Linked DNA regions of Vulpes vulpes: region 2 is linked to region 1. Evidence: chromatin contacts called from public Hi-C data. All regions are on one chromosome and are shown on one strand. Each heading gives the region's core, a stretch centred on a gene start, on an enhancer-like site or on the middle of the called end of the contact. The rest is flanking DNA. Distances are from core to core; before and after follow the strand shown. Region 1 holds the start of TNRC6B (trinucleotide repeat containing adaptor 6B). Region 2 holds the start of RPS19BP1 (ribosomal protein S19 binding protein 1).

What was found. Hi-C and Micro-C count contacts between places; a contact is called where the count stands out from the background.
Region 2: a contact with region 1 is called in a Hi-C map of skeletal muscle, with 4 times the contacts expected there. The contact joins the promoter of RPS19BP1 here to the promoter of TNRC6B in region 1. A contact is called at or near these places in 2 of 3 Hi-C or Micro-C datasets (both in skeletal muscle).

The regions. Positions count from the first base shown.
Region 1 is chr16:55,380,307-55,386,132 of VulVul3, forward strand. TNRC6B (trinucleotide repeat containing adaptor 6B) reads right to left here and starts at 2,175. Exons shown (of 25, transcript XM_026017290.2): 1 at 1,854-2,175.
Region 2 is chr16:55,804,925-55,810,750 of VulVul3, forward strand. RPS19BP1 (ribosomal protein S19 binding protein 1) reads left to right here and starts at 3,742. Exons shown (of 4, transcript XM_026017387.2): 1 at 3,742-3,891; 2 at 4,068-4,196. The coding sequence starts at 3,840.

The DNA.
Region 1 (5,826 bases), core at 925-3,424:
TATCCAGAAAACAGTAATGACACCTATGTGACAGGCTTCGGGTAAGGATTAGGAAAAAATACAGAGAGGCTGGCATGTGAGATGCATGCAGTAAATGTCAGTTAACATTATTACTATCGTTTCAACAAATGGTATTGCTCTGACTTAAAACACTTTTAAGTGCTTCTATCTGAATGAAGAAAAAAATATTTTTTCAAAGGCATGGCATTTATATGCTACCTCAGAAATGCAGCTTGGTAATTTCTTCTTCTTAAATCCTATCACAAACTATTCTGCTCAAACGCTAATGTTTGGGACAAGCACTCAGAGAAGGCCAAGAACCAAGAAAATATAAAGGCAGCATTATCATCATTGCTGTGTCTGTCCCAAGCGGGCCAAGCCAGTCTGATTTGTGTTCTGGATTCCTTAATGTAGGGACCTACTACATTCATATCCCTCTCACTACCTACCCACAGCGATACAGCACGCTGTAGAGGTGCAAACCAACGTGCTAAAAGTTCTGCCTTTAGAGAGGCATTTACATAACATTACCAAAACAATAAATATATTCTCAAAGCCAGGATCATTAATGCTTCTCCAAATCAACAGGAAGCTATGGTCCACTGAAAGTCCCCCCAACTATGAAGGAAATAGCCTCTATTGTTAAACTTTCACAAAATGCTAAGATGCGAGATTTTTATACACCTTCTTTCTATACGCTTAACTCCTGGGGTGGGGGGAGGCAACCAATGACGTTTTATTCACTATGGAGAAATACCTCTCGCCAATTTTGTTGCATAATTTCGCGTAGACTGTAATACAAATGACCAACTTGAAATTCGTCTTATTCCTCGCACAATTTCTAGCATAGATGCTAAAGAGTAATAAAACAGCCAAAGGACCCACGAAGAAGCAAGGAATCTTGAGACCGAGGTCGGCACACTCTGCCTAGAGAACTGAGGATGGGCTGGTCCTTACTTAAGATGCCCAACAAGCAGCTACGGTTACGGGGCGACCTCGGCCACTTTGGGGTATCTGGCCCTCCGCGGGCTGACAAACCCACTGGTTTGGACCCAAGGGATGCCAACTCAGGGGGAGACAGGAAACACTCCTGGCGCCGGCTCGTCCCATTTCCTCGTGGAAAGCCTGGACAGCCTCTCGAAGGTGGCCACGCCGCAGGGCTCTGGGATGAGGGGCGCGACACCCACTCCCCCGGCCCGGATTAATCAGGAGAACGCGTCCACGCTGCCACGCAGGTCCCGCGGTGCCGCGCAGGCAGCCACCGGGGCGCTCGGGGGCCTGCCGCCTCCGTCTACCTGCCCCCCAGCCAGGCAGGGGGCCCGACGCGCCTCCGAGGGCCCCCGCTCTCCGCCGCCACCGGGAGCCCCTCCCCGCCCTGGAGGCGCCCCCCCGCCCAGCGACGGGAAGCGAACCCGACTCGACCAGCCCACCCGGAAGCCCTCCCCCAGCTCACACCTGCCGGCGCGTGACGCCCAGAGCCGCGCGCGCCCGCCCGCCGGCCCCGCCATTCGGGGCGCCCCTGCCCTGCGCGCGGGACGTCGCCCGCGTCCCTCCCCGACCCGGGGTCAAACCCACCGCACGCCCGCCCCCACGGAGCGCGAGCTCCACGCCGCCGCCGCCGCCGCCGCCGCCGCCGCCCCCGCCGGGGCCCGCGCGCGCTCCCGCCCCCCCTCCGGCCCTGTCCCCGCCGCGCGCGCTCACTCGCGAGGACACGCACACGCTGCGCCTCAGCTTGACAGGCCGGCCCGCGCCGCGCGCTCCCGCGGGCGTCCTCGCCCACCCGGCCGCTCCGCTCGGACTGGGCGGTGCGCGGGGGAGGGGAAGGGCGGCAGTGGCCGTCGGTCCTCACTCACCGCCGAGCCGCGCCGGCTCCGAGTGCGCGGCGTTCCGCTGTGAGGCTGCGATGCGCTGCGATGCGCGCGGTCCCCGCTTCTCCGCAGGCTATGGAGGCGACGTAGTAGGGGGACTGAGGGGGCGCGGGGGGGTCACTCCCTCCCTCTTCACTTCCCAGAAACACGGGGACCCCAGAAACTAAAAACAAAATAAACAAACTTTCCCCTCCGCCTCCCTCCCCCAAAACCACAACACAAACACTCGGGAGCCCGCCCAGAGCCCCACTCCATTGGCCGCAGGGAGGATGCTTCCGGCTCTCACTGGCTGGCGCTTGTGCCCATCAAGCTGCTGTTCCGCCCCTCCGAGTCCTCGCCGCTGCCGTCGCCCCTCATTGGCCAAGCGCTTCCCGTTTGACGAGCTACGATTGGTTGAGCCGCCTGCGCCAATCATTCGGGGACACACCCCCTCAGCATCCCAGAGGCCGCTTCCTTGGTCGCGGACCCGGAGAGGCGAAGGGGAAACTAGAGCATGATGGCGGCCGAGCTCACTTGGCGCAACCATCGTCTTTTTTCTTTTTTTAGCTCATGGGTGCCTCGCCCTCGCGCTGTCTCCCCTGAGCTCCTCTCTCCATCCAGTATTGCCTAATAACGGAATCTATACGCGCCGGCTCCTTGATTTATCCCCTTCGAAGTGCTGAGTGTGGGCTGGTTGTGCGTCATTGGACCGTCAGAATGTCAGTCCTTAGTCACATCTTCAAGCTATTGGCGGAACGGCCAGAAGCCCCGTCCAACAACAAGGACTGGTGCCATTGGTTCGACTCCACAGAGTTCTTTCCCGGTACCTTATTGGGCCGGGAGGCGCGTCAGTCAGACCTGGATGCTCCGTGCTCCGGGTAATTGTTTGCTTGGGAGTTTGGGGGACTCTGGTCGTTTGGCCCGCAGCTGACGATGATACTGACTGTCGTTTATTTTGTGCCTCCTTTGTGCCAACGACTGTCTCCTCAGTCCTTTACAGGGATTATCTGTTTGAACCTGTGGGTTTTACAGATAGAAACGAAGGCTCTAAAGAGAATTAGGACACTTGCCCAAGGTCACCTAGATAGAAAGCAATTGGTGAACCTGGCATTGGTCTTAGGAGGCTGGTTCCAGAGCCTTCGCTTTTTCACTGGCGCCTCTCCCTTCGTCCCGCATCTTACCTGCCTGCCAACACAACGTCTTAAAAACGTTTCATTCCGAATGCAAGTTCCCCCGTCAGTCTCTGGAGGTGACATTGTGGGAGACTAAAGTTACGGAGAGGTTGTTACTGCCGCCACCGCCTTCTCCCTGGCACCCGTTCCTCCCCACCCTAAAGCAAACCATCTTGGTGTTTCCCGACCAGAAGCCCATCTACTTCTGTGTTTATTTTCTCAGCTTTATAAATGAACATTTCTACCATCCTTGTGTGCCAAGCCTACCTCCTCAACCCTCCCTCATCTATCTTCCAGCTCCCTCTTTGGTGAGAGAGAGAGAGAGAGAGAGAGAGAGACCTCGAGAGCCAGAAACAAGGAGAATGAGAGTCTAAAGAGAGATAAAGAATAAATTGCTTTAGAGATAAATAATTTATCACATGCAAATGGAACAGCCCTTCAGCTCCTGGGAAGCTTCCAGAGTGGCCCCTGATGCAGTGCAAGACGTGTGCTTCTGGCTCCTCGCCACTAGATTCTCTGTGGCAGCTTTCAGAGAAGTGAATCCAACATTCCAGCCAGGGGAGGGCAGGATGCTAAGGACCCACTGCCAAAGAGCCAGCCCCAGCCTCTGGGACAGAAATGATCTCCAGGAGCACAGCTCTGGACTCCAGCCCACATTCCGTCTCGGGTAATTAACATTTTACCATCCCAAATCCCCATCCCCTGTAGCTTCAGTAGGATCACCGCCCTTGTTTTACTTCCTGATTCAAGCTGTTGTGTAACCTCGTTGGCACTGCTTTAGTAATAAAACAACCACTGTAACACTGTAATGCTCAACACTGAACAGACTTTCGGCAGAGAAAGACAAGGCATTTCACAAACATCAATTAAGATTAAATGGCAGGTATTCCTAGGGTAACTGCCAGCAGAAGGACAGAAAAGAAAGATCATGAGTTAAATTCTAATTAAATGTCCTAAAGAACCTGAATCCTTATAACTACCGGCACATACCCCGTACCAGCATTCCAATATGGGGCTTCTGAACCAGAAGACACAATGAATGAGGACTATTCAGGATTCAAGACCTTCCTTATCTTCACATTGGTTCTTTGTAACTCTTTTAACCCATAAATCAGTGCTTGGTTTTATAGTTAATTGTTGGACACATCTGTCTGCCCCAACTTAGTTGTATGTTCCTTGAAAACAAATGGTTTCTGGGACACCTGGGTTTCTCAGTGGTTGAGTATCTGTCTTTGGTTCAGGGCTTGATCCTTGGTCCAGAGATCGAAACCCACATCGGGGTCCCTGCAGGGAGCCTGTTTCTCCCTCTACCTATGTCTCTGCCTCCCTCTCTCTCTCTGTCATGAATGAATAAATAAAATATTTTTTAAAAAAAAGAAATGGTTTCGGGATCCCTGGGTGGCGCAGCGGTTTGGCGCCTGCCTTTGGCCCAGGGCGTGATCCTGGAGACCCGGGATCGAATCCCACGTCGGGCTCTCGGTGCATGGAGCCTGCTTCTCCCTCTGCCTGTGTCTCTGTCTCTCTCTCTCTCTCTCTCTCTGTGTGACTATCATAAAAAAAAAAAAAAAAGAAATGGTTTCTTTTTCATCTTTATATTGTTCTGATTATAAAGGTCCCCAAACAAATAATTATTCAGTAAATGTTTATTGAGTCTGTCAGCACTTTCCTAAGGTACAAGGGCTACACAGATGAATAAAACCTCTGACTTCAGGGACCTCAAGTCTGGTGGGGTTGGCCAAAAGGTAAAGATCATCACAGTGCAGATGGCTTGGAAGAACACGGGAAGAACACAGGACTCAAGCTTGGCAGGACAGAAATGGCTTCCCAGAAGAAGTGACATCTACAAGGAGAACTAAGGGGTGAAATGCAGTTAGCTGGCCAAGAGGCTGATGACATGTGGTGACCTGTAATATTTGTTCTCTGTGGGCAGGGAGCAACAGAGGACTATCCAGGAATGGCCAAAGCCTGTTTTTCCTATAATCTTTGTTTGTGAGGGCCTTCACTTCATTGTATTTTCCCTCTCCAGGAGAAAACAGGAAGCTGGAAACCCTGTCGTGTTTGCCCACTTGAGAATAGGAAAGTAATTTTCAAATAAGATTACTGTTTTTCCAATAATAAAAGTAACACTGAGTAAAGATTTCAGACAGTATAGAAAGTTTTAGAGAATATAAGCTCTCCTAAATCCCTACTAGAGCCAACTCCTGTTAAAGAGAGTATCTTCCCAGACTCATGAATAGACCCACATGTGGATTTCTTCTTCCCACAAATAGTGGGGTGTGGTTTAACATGTGCACTCTGAGAGCTCTCACTGCTCAAAACTGCAGCTTTGGGTGGAACCTGTCCTTACTTTCTATACTTATGGGAAGGAGGCCAATAAATCAACCAAATGTTTATTGTAGATGATGGCTTCAAATTCCTGTTACAGCAAATGACAAATTACCACCGTTACAGGACTCTGGGGCTTGCTCAGGCTAGTGTAAAGTCAATGAATGGGGGCGGGGGATCTGCTGTGCCCACTGCCTTAGGGCTTATGGGTATGCTTTGGTGGTTGCAGAGTCAATCTGTACCCTGAAAAGGCAGCCCAGGTCAAAGAAGAATGTGCTAAGGTGCTCTTCTTTGCTGTTTCTCATTCTTTCTCTGCATGCTACTTGGGGAAAATATTTTTTGTTTGTTCCAACTCACCCAGCTTTGAGAGTAAAAAAGCTCGTTAAGCCCTGCACAATTGTATTTAGGCCAAGTGCAGTATGTTCTTGGAGTGCTCTACTATTCTTAGAGCTCTATATGTAGGGTTCTATACAGTTGGCTTT
Region 2 (5,826 bases), core at 2,492-4,991, 430 kb after region 1:
AGAGACAGAAGAGAGATGGGGAGAGGGAAGCAAAAGCAAAGCACAGGATGCCAGGTGTCCCCCCAAAAACAGACTCACCCTTGCACATACACACACACACGCACACACTCATGTACTCACATACACACTCTTGCTCAGGACTCAGAGACCCAGGTTCTAGTCCTGCCTCTACTCTTGAAGTGCTGTGTGACCTTGCAGAACACCCAGCTTCCCTCTGAGCCTTTGATCCCTCTGAGGCCTGGTGAGATTAAGCTGGTTCCAGGAAGGCCAGGAAGGAGACAGGGATGGAGCAAGTGGGTGACAGGGGACAGGAAGGCAGCAACCTCCTAGGAGCCTCCCTCCTGCCCAGAATGGGGTGCACCTCTGTAATACTCGCTGCAAACAGGCAGTGGGCGCTTACCCTCCAGCCCGTCCTGGGTGCTTCACCAAGATTAATTTACCTGCTCCTCACTCTCACTGTTTTAGGGAGCTAAACCCCATTTAACAGATTAGGAAACTGAGGCACTCTCTGCGAAGGGACTGCCTAGTGTCATTGGGGCCTTCCCAGCAGTGAGTGCCAGCCTGCTGCCATTTACACCGCTTTTCAGAGGGAGACCTCAACCTCCTCTTCCTCCTCCTCCTCCTCCTCCCTGCTCCCCTGCCGGCAGCCCGGCCCAGCCCGGTGGCTCGAGCTCCGCGGGCCCAGGAGGGGTGTGTAGCTCCAGCTCGGAAGGCCGCCAAGGCAAGGACTGCAAGAAGCCGCGGCCACGCGGTGCTGCGTGCAAAGAGCCAGCTGGGGCCCAAGGTGCTCTGACCCCACACTCCTACCCCGAACCCCAACCCGGATCGCTGAGGCGCGCGGTGCAAGAAAGCTGTCCTGCGGCGCCACCTAGTGGCCACGAGGCCGCCTGGCCCCTCCAGAGGTTGAGCTGAGGACGCCGCAGGAAGGCAGTGACTGGCGTCCCTGTCCGCTGGGACGTTGGAATACGAAGCCTCCTCCACCTGGGGATCCTGTGCTGACCATCCCAGATGGGGGGGGGGGGGGGGCAGGGGCGGGGGGCGGGGCGTCCTTTGCCCTCCTGAGAGACTCACACATCCTACAGTCACCTGTCCATGCCTACCTAGCCTCCCACAGGCCTCCCAAACTCAACCTTCATCCGTCTGATTTGTACATTTATGGAGTGCTTACTACATGTTCCAGGAGCTAGAGAGAGAACTATGAACAAAACGAAGATTCCTGCCCTTGTGGAGTTTACAGTGGGGCATGGGTGGGAAAGGGGAAAAGACAATTAGTTATAAACATAATAAGAAAACAATCTAACTCTTTTAGAAACAAATAAAAAGAGCATCTTTGACAACGTAACTCGGTTCCATGACCACCCCCCCCCCACACACACACACACAGGGTCCTTAAGGCAAGTTCACGGAGTCCTTTGCCAATTAGATCACCCTACCTTGGAGTGTCTGGGTAGCTCAGTCGATTAAATGTCTGCCTTTGGCTCAGGTCATGATTCTGGGGTCTTGGGATGGAGCCCCACATCAGGCTCCCTGCTCAGTGGGGAGTCTGCTTCTCCCTCTGCCTGCCACTCCCCCTGCTTGTGCTCGCTCTCTCTCCATCAAAACAAAACAAAACAAAACAAAAAACAAAACCTTAAAAAAAAAAAAAAACACCTTTCCTTGGTCACTCCTCTGGTGCCAGTCCTGTCCCAGGTAATGTACCCTCACTGAAGGTACATCTCCTCTTCTTCAGAGATGTCTTGATCCTGTGGGCTTGTCAGGCCCCACCCCGCAGCACAGCACTATTCTCCTCGACACTGGTGCAGGTTACAGCACACACACACTCAGGTCAGGCTCTATGTCTTCATTTCCAGCTCAGACACCAACACGTGTCTGTGTGTGGGACAGAGAGAGAGAGACCTGGACAGGTTCCTTTGGGTGGTGGGAGGTAAATGAGTTAACAAATGTAAACAGGGGACACCTGGGTGGCTCAGCGGTTGAGCGTCTGCCTTTGACCCAGGCCGTGATCCCAGAGTTCTGGGATTGAGTCCCACATGGGCCTCCCTGCAGGGAGCCTGCTTCTCCCTCTGCCTGTGTCTCTGCCTCTCTCTCTCTCTGTGTGTGTCTCTCATGAATAAATAAGTAGAATCTTAAAAAAAAAAAATGTAAACAGTACCTTGACACCTTGACATACTATTTGCTATTATTAACATCTATTTTGGTGTTCTCTCCCCTGAGGACTAGCTGATGGACGTCAGACAGTGAGGCCCGCCCAGCAGGTCCAGCTGAGTCATCTCTATGCCCCACTCTCAACAGTGCAGGCCCTCAAATCATACTTCTTGTCATTCACCACTCATTTTTTGAGTGCCTTCTGCATGCCAGGTACTGGGCTAGGAGCTGCGGGTGGAGCTGTGAACAAGGCAAGGTTCTTCCCCACTGTAAGAAGAGTCATTTCTGGGCTCAAATTTCTTGGTCTAAGAGACTCTACAGGGATCCCTGGGTGGCGCAGTGGTTTAGCGCCTGCCTTTGGCCCAGGGCGCGATCCTGGAGACCTGGGATCAAATCCCACGTCGGGCTCCTGGTGCATGGAGCCTGCTTCTCTCTCTCTGTGACTATCATAAATAAAAAAAATAAGAGACTTTACACTCTTAAAAAATTTTCAAAAAAAAAAAAAATTCAGGATCCCAGAGAGTTTTTCCATGTGTAAATACCTATTGATATTTACCACTATGAGAAACTAAGACTGAGAAAATTTTAATTTTTAAAATTTAATAAGTTAACAAAATGTATTAATTCATGGGGCACCTGGGTGGCTCGGTGGTTAAGCGTCTGCCTTGGGCTCAGGTCGTGATCCTGGGGTCCTGGGATCAGTCTCACATCAGGGGAGCCTGCTTCTCCCTCTGCCTGTGTCTCTGCCTCTCTGTGTGTGTGTGTGTGTCTCTCATGAATAAATAAATAAATAAATAAAATCTTTTTAAAAATATTAATTCATTTTTTAAAAGTCAATAGCAGGGATCTCTGGGTGGCGCAGCGGTTTACCGCCTGCCTTTGGCCCAGGGCGCGATCCTGGAGACCCGGGATCGAATCCCACATTGGGCTCCCGGTGCATGGAGCCTGCCTGTGTCTCTGCCTCTCTGTCTCTGTGACTATCATACATAAATTAAAAAAAATAAAAGTCAAAAAAAAAAAAAAAAAGTCAATAGCAAACCCATTGCATGGTATAAATAATGAGCTGTGGGAGACCCAGTGGCCCGGTGACCTTATTGTCAGACATACTCTTTTTTTCCGGCCTTATGTGAAATATTTCTAATGAAATAGTTGTATCTTCCAAACACGGGCGGCGAACCACTGATAGGGTTTTGCATTTTTGCAAACCTCTTCTCATGTCCGACTTAATGGAAGACAGCTGGATTCTCAACCATACTCGACCTGTGCGATATGCTGCTTCGGTTGATGTTTGGAGAAAAAAGAATCCGGCTGTACACTTCGCTTTATCGAAAAACTTGGTAATGCAGAAAAACCCTCGGGCACCACGAAGCCGCGGGTCTCTGAGCCGCAGGACCCACCCGCCAGGGAGGGTAACCGACCGCTCCCGGGAGTGGGCGTGGCCTTGTGCGCCAGGGGCCGGCTGGGTTGGGATTGGACAACAAATGCGTCCTTCGGCAGGTTGGCCCCGCCCCCGAACCCGCCCCTATTTCCTCTCTGTAGTGAAGCGGCGACTCCACGCGCAGGCGTCCTAAGGCAGGCGGGCACTTCCGGCCACTCGCTCCGGAACCTTCTGTTCCCGCTCGGGTTTCCGCGGAGACCAAGAGGGCGGCCAAGGCGGAAGTACCCTGAGTGTGTGGGCGGAGCTAGGTGCAGCCATGTCGGCGGCCCTGCTGCGGCGGGGCCTGGAGCTGCTGGGGGCGCCGGAGGGTGAGGCGGGCCTGGCCCGGGACGCGCGGCGCGGGCGGAGGGGCAGCGGGGGCAGCGGGGGCGGCGGGCAGGACCCCTGAGGGTGCGGGACGCTCCAAGCCAGACGTGGCGCGGGCGGGACGGAAGACTTGCGCGCCCCGTCAGCCGGGTCCGCCCGTCTCTCCCTTCTCCTGCAGCCCCCCAGGGCGCCCCGGGCCAGGCCAAGCCTAGCGGGGCCCGGGCCAAGCGGGGCCGGAAGGCGAAGGCGACCCAAGCCCAGAAACTGCGGAACTCGGCCAAGGGGAAGGTGCCCAAGTCCGCGCTCGGTGAGCTGGGGAGGGGGCGGCCCCTGGGGAGGAGGCGCTGGAGGCTGAGCTCGAGAGGCCGCCGGGCATTGCCTGGGGTGCTCCGGGCGCGGACGAAGCACGTCGTCCCGGCCGCCCGCGCCGCCGCCCGAGTGGGGAGAGGAGCCGCGAAGAGCTTCCGAATCAGGCTGCGCAGTAAGGCGGGGGGCGGCGGCGGGGCCGGAGGATCAAAAGCCAAATCAGAGTCAGGCTGCGCAGTAAGGCGGGGGGCGGCGGCCGGGCCGGAGGATCAAAAGCCAAATCAGACCTCTGTGCGCGCGCGACGGTTAAGGCCGAACCTGAGGGAGGTGTGAGAGTGAGCCACGGGAAGAGCTCCCGAGAAGATCGCGAGGCAGGGTTGGGAGAAGTTCGTGGCTTTGAGCACTGGCAAGACAGAAGCCTGGAAAAGATGCTGTTCCAAATCCTGCATAAAGAAGCGATCACCCCCCCCCCCCAAAAAGAAGCGATCACCCTGTGAGGTCAGCGCTGTCATTACCCCCATTCCTCAGATGCAGAAACGGGCACCTGCCCAGGTGGTACAGGTAGAAACCAGGGAGCGCTGTCTGCAGAGATGCGCTCTCACTGGCTGCCTTTCCGTTGCGAGACACTGTAGACTGCGCGGCCACGATGGTGCGGGGATGATTGCTGGGGGGGGGGGCGGGGATGTGGTGAAGACGGGGAGCGCTGATGAGCGGCAGTGCTGAATTGGCTGAGGATGGAGGATAAAGAGGGAACAGAGCCCAGAACAGAGCTGTTTCCAGGAGAGCATCCTTGGAGATATGATGCCACCTAATGGGAGGGACAGGTGCGGGCTGGATGCTGGGGTCTTAGGACATGTGGCAGGGCCTGGTGAGCTCCGGGTGTGTCTTTGAATGGCCGGGGCCTGGTACATAAAGGATGTTCAGGGGTTTGTTGAACTGTGAATTCCAAGCAGGAAACAGCACGAGCCAAAGTGTGGAGGCAGGAAAGTGAGACGCGATTGAGCAGCAGCGATGCTGGTGTGAGACGGGAGCATAGGGTGCCACGGGTCACCTTAATCGCAGCCCTTGTCCCACCACCCTGTCACACTGCATTGCAAGTGATGAGGGGACTCTTGAGCCACCGCTGTGGCTGCCACCTTGCTGTGGGCGGCATCATCTCTTACCTGGCTTATTTTAAAAGCCTTTTAAAACCGCCACTCCCAGGGATCCCTGGGTGGCTCAGCAGTTTAGCGCCTGCCTTTGGCCCAGGGCACAATCCTGGAGTCCTGGGATCGAGTCCCACGTCGGGCTCCCGGCATGGAGCCTGCTTCTCCCTCCTCCTGTGTCTCTGCCTCTCTCTCTCTCTCTTTGTGTGACTATCATAAATAAATAAATAAATCTTTAAAAAAAAAAAAAGCCACTCCCCCACCTGGTAATACTGTTCTCACCACAGCAGCCAGTGATCCAGTGAAGTCCCCCCACACCCTCCAATGGCTTTCATCGGACTTGGTACCTAATGAGGCCCCGCATGGTCTGCCCCCCGCATGGTCTGCCCCCCTCCGTCTTCTCTCCTCCTGCTCTCCCCTCCCCGGTCTAGCCATATTCTGTTCTCCAAACACAAGGATCACACTTCTTCAGGTTCTTTGCACTGG